Linked DNA regions of Oryctolagus cuniculus: region 1 is linked to region 2. The links are chromatin contacts, called in public Micro-C maps. All regions are on one chromosome and are shown on one strand. The core of a region is the stretch at or near the end of the contact, and the rest is flanking DNA. Distances in the headings are between cores, read along the strand shown.

Region 1 (3,935 bases), core at 1,027-3,526, 77 kb after region 2:
GGAGTTACCACACCTAAGGACCTGGAAATCTCCAAAGGTAGTGCTTTCCCTGGGACCCAGGAGGGGAAAGGTAGGAGTCCACCCCCTACCCCATCCCCTCTCCTAGTCACAGCTCAGCCAGGGCACGGGCTGCTAACCCACAGGTGCCCAGGGAGACGCAGACCAGGGTGCCCGGAGGTAGTAGCCTTGTACATCACATGAGTGCACCTGGCTGTGTACTCAGAAAGGACTAAGGCGACACCTGGACCTGACGCCTGCATCAGCCCACCGCAGGGCTCTGCCCTCCCGGGGCCATCGTAGCGTCTTCCCCCACATCCTCCTAAGACACCACGCATGGTACATGGGGCTTCACACCAAAACCAGCACCACGACCCGCAGGACCCCTGCTTAGACAAGCACCCAGGGGGGAGGCCTCGGCCAGTCAAGGTCAGTGCTGATGCCTCCCACAGAATCCCGCACCCTCTCTCGTAGCACAGTCAACTTGCAAGCAGCCCTGAGATCAAAGCAACACAGCCCATCTTGAGTGGTCATCGGTGATGGGGATTCTGCCCATGGGTGACACCAAACAATGAAAGCAGCTGCGACGAGACTGAAACAAACCGAACCGAACCCATGCGTCTAGAGGGAAGTCAGCCAGGGTCACTGCCCGGGCGCACACCTGCAGGGGCTGTCAGTGTAGGGCCAGGAGGGGCTGGGGTTCTGTGGAGAGACAGTGGGGGTGGCCACAGCCTCGAGTTTAAGGTGAGTCCTGGTCTTGCTCCTCCGAGGGGAAGCGTTATCAGCGACACAAGCCCCTCACTTGGGAGTGGCCTCTGCCACCAGGAACCCTGCTTCGGGTCAGGGGATCCGGGGGCTGCACTGTCAGCGGAGTGAGAACCACGGGATAAATGGGGCTCCAGAAGCGTGGCCTGGAGCTGCCTCCCGCAGGCTCTGCCTGGAGGACGGGGGTCAGCGCCGGGGGAGGGGGGGTCAGCGCTCCTCTCTGGCTTGCTCTGGTGCACGAGAGGGCGATGGCCTCCCCGCCCAGCTCCGAGCCCTCCCCCCCACCCCCGCGCGCACGTTTCCTCCCGCCCTGGAAACCCGGGGTTGGGGCGGGGACTGCGGTTTTCTCGGTTCGGCCCTGCAGGGTGACCCCAGGCCCGCGTCTAGGGCGCCCTGCCTCACGCCGAGGCTGCGAAGGAGAGCGCGGGATGACCGCGGCGGGGCAAGGGCGGCCCACAAGGGAGCGTCCAGGCTCCAGCCCAGCCCAGCTCTGCGCCGGCGCCGCGGCCCGGCCCGGCTCTGGGAGGACGCGCGGCCAGCGAGCTGCCGCCGGGGCAGCGCCCCCCGCAGGGCCCGGACGGGAACCGCGCACGACCGCCCCGCACCGCGCGGGGCGCACGCGGGCCCGCAGTCGCCTCCGGGGGCGGGGTCCCCGCGGCCGGGGTCGCTGAGCCCCGCGCGCCGCTGCCAAGGGCGGCCCGACCTTCACGAGCCGGGCTCGGCGGCTGCGCTCCCCGCCTGCACCCGGCCCCGCACAGGGTTTGGCTTGCGACTGCCGGCGCTGCACGGACACGGATGGCCGCGGTCCCGAGAGGACCCCGCGCCCGCCGCGGCCCATCCAGGCGAGGGGCCGAGAAGTCGCGGAGCCCGGGACCCCACAGGCTCTGGCGAGTCCTGCTTCGCCGCGCTGCAGGCGCCGCCCCGGGCGTCCTCTGGGCAGGGACCCGCGGGCTCTTTTGTTCTAGGACCGGGGGCGGGGGCGGGGGCACCGGACTCGACCTGGAGAGCAGCCCGAGCCCCTCGCCGAAGCCGAGATCGGCCGGGGTCTGCCGGAGCCGGGGTCTGCCCGGGGCCGAGGTCTGCCGTGATCGGGGTCTGCCCAAGAGCCGGAGTTTGCCTGGGATTGGGGTCTGCTGGGGTCTGCCCAGGGTTGGCCGCGCGGACTCACCTCGCCTTCCAGTTGCACAGGTCGCTCGAGTACTGCGCGCCCGCACCGCCCAGGAGCGCGGCCAGGAGCGCGGCCAGGAGCGCAGTCAGCGGCTGGCCCGAGGCGGGGGATCGCATTCGCCGCGGCCCCGCGCTCCTCCGGACCGCCGGCGCCGGGTCCCGCATGCTCGGCTCGCACCCGCCGCCCGGCCCCGCGCCGCCAAGCAGACCTGGCCCCGGGGGCGGCTCTGGAGCAGGCGGTCACGGCGCGCGCTCCCCGCGCATCCCGGCCCGCAGAGCGCCCGCGCAGCAGCCGCCGCCGCCGAAGCCGCGCGAGCCCGGCGCCCGCCGCCGCCGCCGCCGCCGTCACTGGAGTGGAGTCCGGGACTCAGCCCAGCTCTGCCCGGACGCTCCGCCCACCGCGGCTCCGCCCACGCCCGGACGCTCCGCCCCGGCGGCTCCTCCCCCGAAGGTCCCGCCCCGCTGTTCGCCTGGGTGAGGAGCCGCGGCGGTCAGACCAGGGAGGCCAACCAAGCCTGATCCGCGGCTGCCCAAGCGCCCCCTCCCTTAACCCTACGGCTCTGGTCCCTGTCTCACCAACCTCGCCCTGGACTCCCCTGGACGATGCTTCGCGGTGGGCCCGCAGCCCGGTCCCGCAGAGGGAGTCAGGAGCACCCCGACCCGGGCTGAACCCCGAGTCCCCAGTCGCTGCCCTGCCCCGGCCGCCTGAGTTCTCCGCGTTATGGACCGGAGGGGCAGAGCGGGGCCGACGTGGGGGCCCCCCGGCTGCCTAGGAAGGTTTGTGGTGGTGTGGGGCAAAGACAGAGTGGCCTCTCCAGGCTCCTAGGAGCCGGAGTCCCATGCGGTGGAGAGAGCTGGGAGGACTTGGGGGGATCCTGCTGGTTTGCCTGAGGCACCTTCCAGGGCTGGAGGTTTGTGTGGGTGACTCCCGGGCAGCCAGGCGAGGGAGTGGAATTGAGAGTCACTGAGCCAAGAAAGAGCTGGCAGCAAGCCCAGTGCAGCACCGTGGACCTGAGACGGTGCCTGCCTCGTCTGGAACCCAGCGGGGCAAGGCTGTCCAACCAAAACCACACAGCCAAGCCCCACCCAGTACAGAAGTAGCTAACCCTGAGACCCAAGGTCAGGTGCCCAGCTCTGGGCCACACCTGTGTACTTTAAAATGTGGAGATCTGCTGTCCCCACCCCACTCCTCTCCAGTGCCTGCTCCAGCCCCCTACTCACCACCCAGCTGTGGAGACCTGCTCCCCCAACCCCTTGCGAGCATCAGCGCCCCCCCCCCCAACTGCTGCAGGAAGTGCCTCTGCAGGGTGCATGTGGCTCTGCCAGGCCTGTGCTGCTGGGTGGCCACAGGGCCCGTCAGGCTCTAGACCTGGAACCAGGGAAGGGCGCCTTTGAGCTGCCAACCGGACCCTGAGAGCTGAGGCCCTGCACTGCCTCCTCAGGGCCTCAGAGTCCCTAGTGGCTGCTGCACTGTAAGGGATATGAAGGAGCTGATTCCACACCAGGGCAGGGCTCTGGAACCTGGTGCCCCGTCTGCTCCCTGAAGCTGGGATCCCACAGATAATGGTAAACATTTGTCGGATGGATCCAAGCCTCTGTACCTGCCTCTGGTGTAGACCCCTCAGACCCTGACCGCCTGGATCTGCTTCTGGTGTAGACCCCTCAGACCCTGACCGCCTGGATCTGCCTCTAGTGTAGACCCCTCAGGCTGTGGTCCCCTGGTTTCCCAAGCTGGGCTGGAGTTCCCTGGCATCACTGATGGCTCAGGAGAGACACGTGCAGAGGACACATCAGTGCAGACAGGATGCCTGGTGCCCGGTGGTATCAGGCTCCTGGGGCAGCATGGGCAGGCGGTCAGACCTCCCCTCATCTGCCCTTCTTACTCTTGGGCCCTGAGGGGTAGATTATGAGCCAGCTGGGGCCTCTGAGTCCCCTCCACCATTCTTTCTAGGAGATTCTGTGAGAAGTGAGCCTCTGCTGTGTTACTCCCTGGATGGCTCTGAAGG
Region 2 (3,528 bases), core at 186-2,685:
CCAGCCATGGAGGCTGTGCCCGGGCCCTGGTGCTGGGGAGGCAATCTTCTACTCCTCATACGACACTGTTGACACACCAGCAATGGATCCCGCATCTCTCTGGACACCAACGAGGTGTCTGGTGATGCAATTTAATCCTGACCCTGACCCCCCGGAATAGCCAGAGACCCTGCAGTTAAGGGTTCAGTGCCATGAGACTGCCCCCACTTCAGATGCCAGTGGTGCCACTTGTTCTTCTACCAGCTGGCTGTGAATCAGGGCTTCCATGATCCTCCCCGCAGGGTGCAGGAGGGGTGAGTGGGGCCACAGAGCAAGGGAGGAAAGGAAGGGCTGGGTGAGGCTCAGCCAGCTCCTCCCACTCTCCACTGCACTCACAAGTCCAGGGCCTGTCTCAGACTGGGTTCTGAGAACTGCAGCCAATGTGCATCTGCTGGGTCCCCTGGCCAGTGAGAGGGATTTTGAGGCAGTGACGGCCTCAAGCCGTGTGTGTGGATGTTAGCATGCATACACGTTTTGCATACGGTCAAATGTGCATGTTGACATGACTGTGTACTTGGGAATGTTGCTGTGGCCTCGCTGTGTGGGGGCACATACTCCTGTGTGTGCATGTGCTGTGTACACGTGGAATGAGGTTGCTGCTGCCCTTGGGTCTTCACTGGGGGCTCCTGGGAAGGGTGTGTTCCCCAAAGCCCCATCCAGCCCAGGTTCCTCCTGCTGACCCCAAGCACCCCAGCCAACCTGGGCGTTGGGTGGGGAGCAGCCCAGTGTCAACTCCCCAGGGAGGGGCCCAGTGCCGCCTGCCTCCACCCCTCTGCAGACCTCAGACCGGGGTGGGGGGTGGTGCTCAATGGTGCTGAGTTCTCCACTGCGGTGGATTCTGAACTGAATTTTTCTCAGTGGTGAGTTCAACACTGACTTTGCCTCCTGGTTCTGCCGCGAGCTTGCTGGTCCTGAACTGCCTTGACCCTCCCTGGGCTCTCCCCTGCCCCCCACCCCACTGCACCTCCACCTATAAGTAGAAGCTCCAGCTCAGGTAGCACCAAGGGTTGGCGGAAACCATCACAGGGCCTCATGCCCACCAGACCCGGACCCCAAAGTCCCTGAGGCACTGGTCACTCCCCTCATGACTGGCACAGGACACCTTCTGTGAGACTTGAGGACAGCACAGGACCCCTCACTCTGGGTCACCCTGAGCACCCACCACGACCCCTGGCAGTTCCAGAGCCAGTCGACTATGACAACTCCCTGGCCGGGGGCAGGGGTGCGTCACGTAGAATGGGTGTGAGATTTCTGTTTTAACGCCTATCTGACCACACAAATGAAACAGGCAGTGTTGTAACCAAGCGCTCCAGGCGATGCCCACAACCTCCCTACCGGGGTGAAGGCAGACACTGGCTTTGCAGGTTCCCCACAGAAAGCATTGCTGAGTGGTGCTGACCGGTACACCAAGCTGAGGCGTCCCCAGCTCTGCTTTAAGCCAGCTCCTCTGGCTGGGAAGGAAGCCTGGGTTCAGGAAACGAGCCCCAGCAGCTAGGGAGGCACCCGAGGCAAAGCAGCTCAGATGTACTTGTTCTTCCTGGGCAGCCTCAGCCAGGCAGGGTGTGGGGTGAAGCCTGGAGGAGCTGGCCTTGCCCAAGCTGCCAGGAGGGGCTGAGGACCACGGCCTGGCTCCACTTTCCTGTAACTGAGGGTGCGCCCAACCCGTATGTTTCCTGTGACAGCCACGGATCATCACATCCGCTCTGAGAACTATTTTTAACTGATTTATGTATTTCTTTTACCAGGAAGACATCCACTTCTGCTTGAGTCCATCTTACAGGAAAGTGTTGCAACCCTGCTCGGCTCAGCAATGCTAAGTGCGCGTTGGAGCAGGGAAACCCGCCTCACTGCGGAAGTCTTACAAAAATTAATAAAGCGGGGCCTCTGAGTCAGACGCAGATGCCCCTCCTTTTGAAAAAGAGGAAATGCAGCAGTTATCTGCGTGCATAGGACCAGCACGCCCATTTTGAGAAGTACACTGTCCCTTAACGTCCCATGCAGAAGCCCGCAGAGAGCTCCATCCAGACTCCCGGGGCTGCTGCTAGGGTCCAAGGGCATTGACCTGTTGCACTCCATCGTGGCGGGGTTGGCAGAGGGCCAGGGGTCGCCTGTCACAGGGCCCAGGAGATGACCCTAAGAGGACAGTGTCTCAAGGACAAACATGCCCTGCTCACAGACAGGGACAAGCTCAGGGTGCAGGCAGCCTTCTGCACATCAGGACTCACCCCCAACTTGCTGCGTGTGGCACCCACTCAGGACAGGACCAAAATTTCTCACTTCTCAGCTTCTCACATGTGGGACTCAAATTTTTGCAGCATTTTTTTTTTTTAACTTTAGGTGCTACCTATAGCATGTAATCACATGCTGAGTATTCACAAGCTCTTTTTTTAAAGATTTATTTTATTTATTTGAAAAGCACAGTTGCGGGGCGGGGGGGGGAGAAAGAGAGAGAAACCGTCCACCTGCTGGCTCATTCCTCAAATGGCCACAATGACTGGGGATGGGCCAGGCATAAGCCAAGAACCATGAATTCCATCTGGGTCTCCTATGGGGGTGCAGGGGCCCAAGGAATTGGGCCGTCTTCTGCTCTGTCCAAGGCACATTAGCAGGGAGCTGGATCAGAAGTGGAGCAGCTGGGACTTGAACAGTTAACAGCCAATTATATTTATTTGTTTAAAGATTTATTTATTTATTTATTTGAAAGTCGGAGTTACACACAGAGAGAAGGAGAGGCAGAGAGAGAGAGAGAGAGAGGTCTTACATCTGCTGGTTCACTCCCCAATTAGCCTCAATGGCTAGAGCTGCGCTGATCCAAAACCAGGAGCCAGGAGTTTCTTCCTGGACTCCCACATGGGTGCAGGGGCCCAAGAGCTTGGGCCATCTTCCACTGCTTTCCTAGGCCACAGCAGAGAGCTGGATCGGAAGTGGAGCAGCCGGGTCTTAAACCGGTGTCCATATGGGATGCTGACACTGTAGGCAGTGGCTTTACCCACTATGCCACAGCACCGGCCCCCAGACAGCTAATTTCATACCAGCTGCTCAGCCTAAGGCCCAAGGCTGCTCCTGATTATCCACTGGGGACAACTGGAAGACCAGGGCAGAAGGAACAGCAGAGGGCAGCTCCCAGGATGGTCCCTGAAGGCCCTATGTAGCATTGAGTTTGGGCTGAGCAGAGATCTCATTGAAATAGCCCCCATGGACCTGGGCAAGGGACTGAATAAGGAGAAGAAAGGACCACAGAGCCAGAGCCAGAGCCAGGGAGAGTGGCCACCTTGTACTTATGGTCTTGGAGCTCAGCCCGAGGGGTTCTTGCCTGCCTCTAGGGAAGGTGAGTTGAATTTTCAGCACCTGCCATGGCCTGAGGGAAGTGGGTTCTGTTGCCCACACTTCCCAGTGCATGAACTAAAGCCCTGTCTGTGGGGCCGGTGCTGTGGCTCAATAGGTTAATCTTCCACCTGAGACACTGGCATCCCTTATGGGTGCCAGTTC

What was found. A called contact is a pair of places that touch in the nucleus more often than the background predicts.
Region 1: a contact with region 2 is called in a Micro-C map of ear pinna, with 2.3 times the contacts expected there. The contact joins the promoter of METRNL here to the enhancer-like site in region 2. A contact is called at or near these places in 2 of 6 Hi-C or Micro-C datasets (ear pinna and an unstated tissue).

The regions. Positions count from the first base shown.
Region 1 is chr17:97,189-101,123 of mOryCun1.1, forward strand. METRNL (meteorin like, glial cell differentiation regulator) reads right to left here and starts at 2,277. Exons shown (of 4, transcript XM_002723051.5): 1 at 1,931-2,277. The coding sequence starts at 2,094.
Region 2 is chr17:21,201-24,728 of mOryCun1.1, forward strand. No RefSeq gene overlaps it. Among named protein-coding and RNA genes, the nearest start is that of METRNL, 76 kb to the right of the region's middle. Within about 2 kb of position 1,436, at least 3 of the 8 cell types and tissues checked have an H3K27ac peak or open chromatin away from gene starts, as enhancers often do. A contact at or near this core is called in ear pinna, where this site is marked.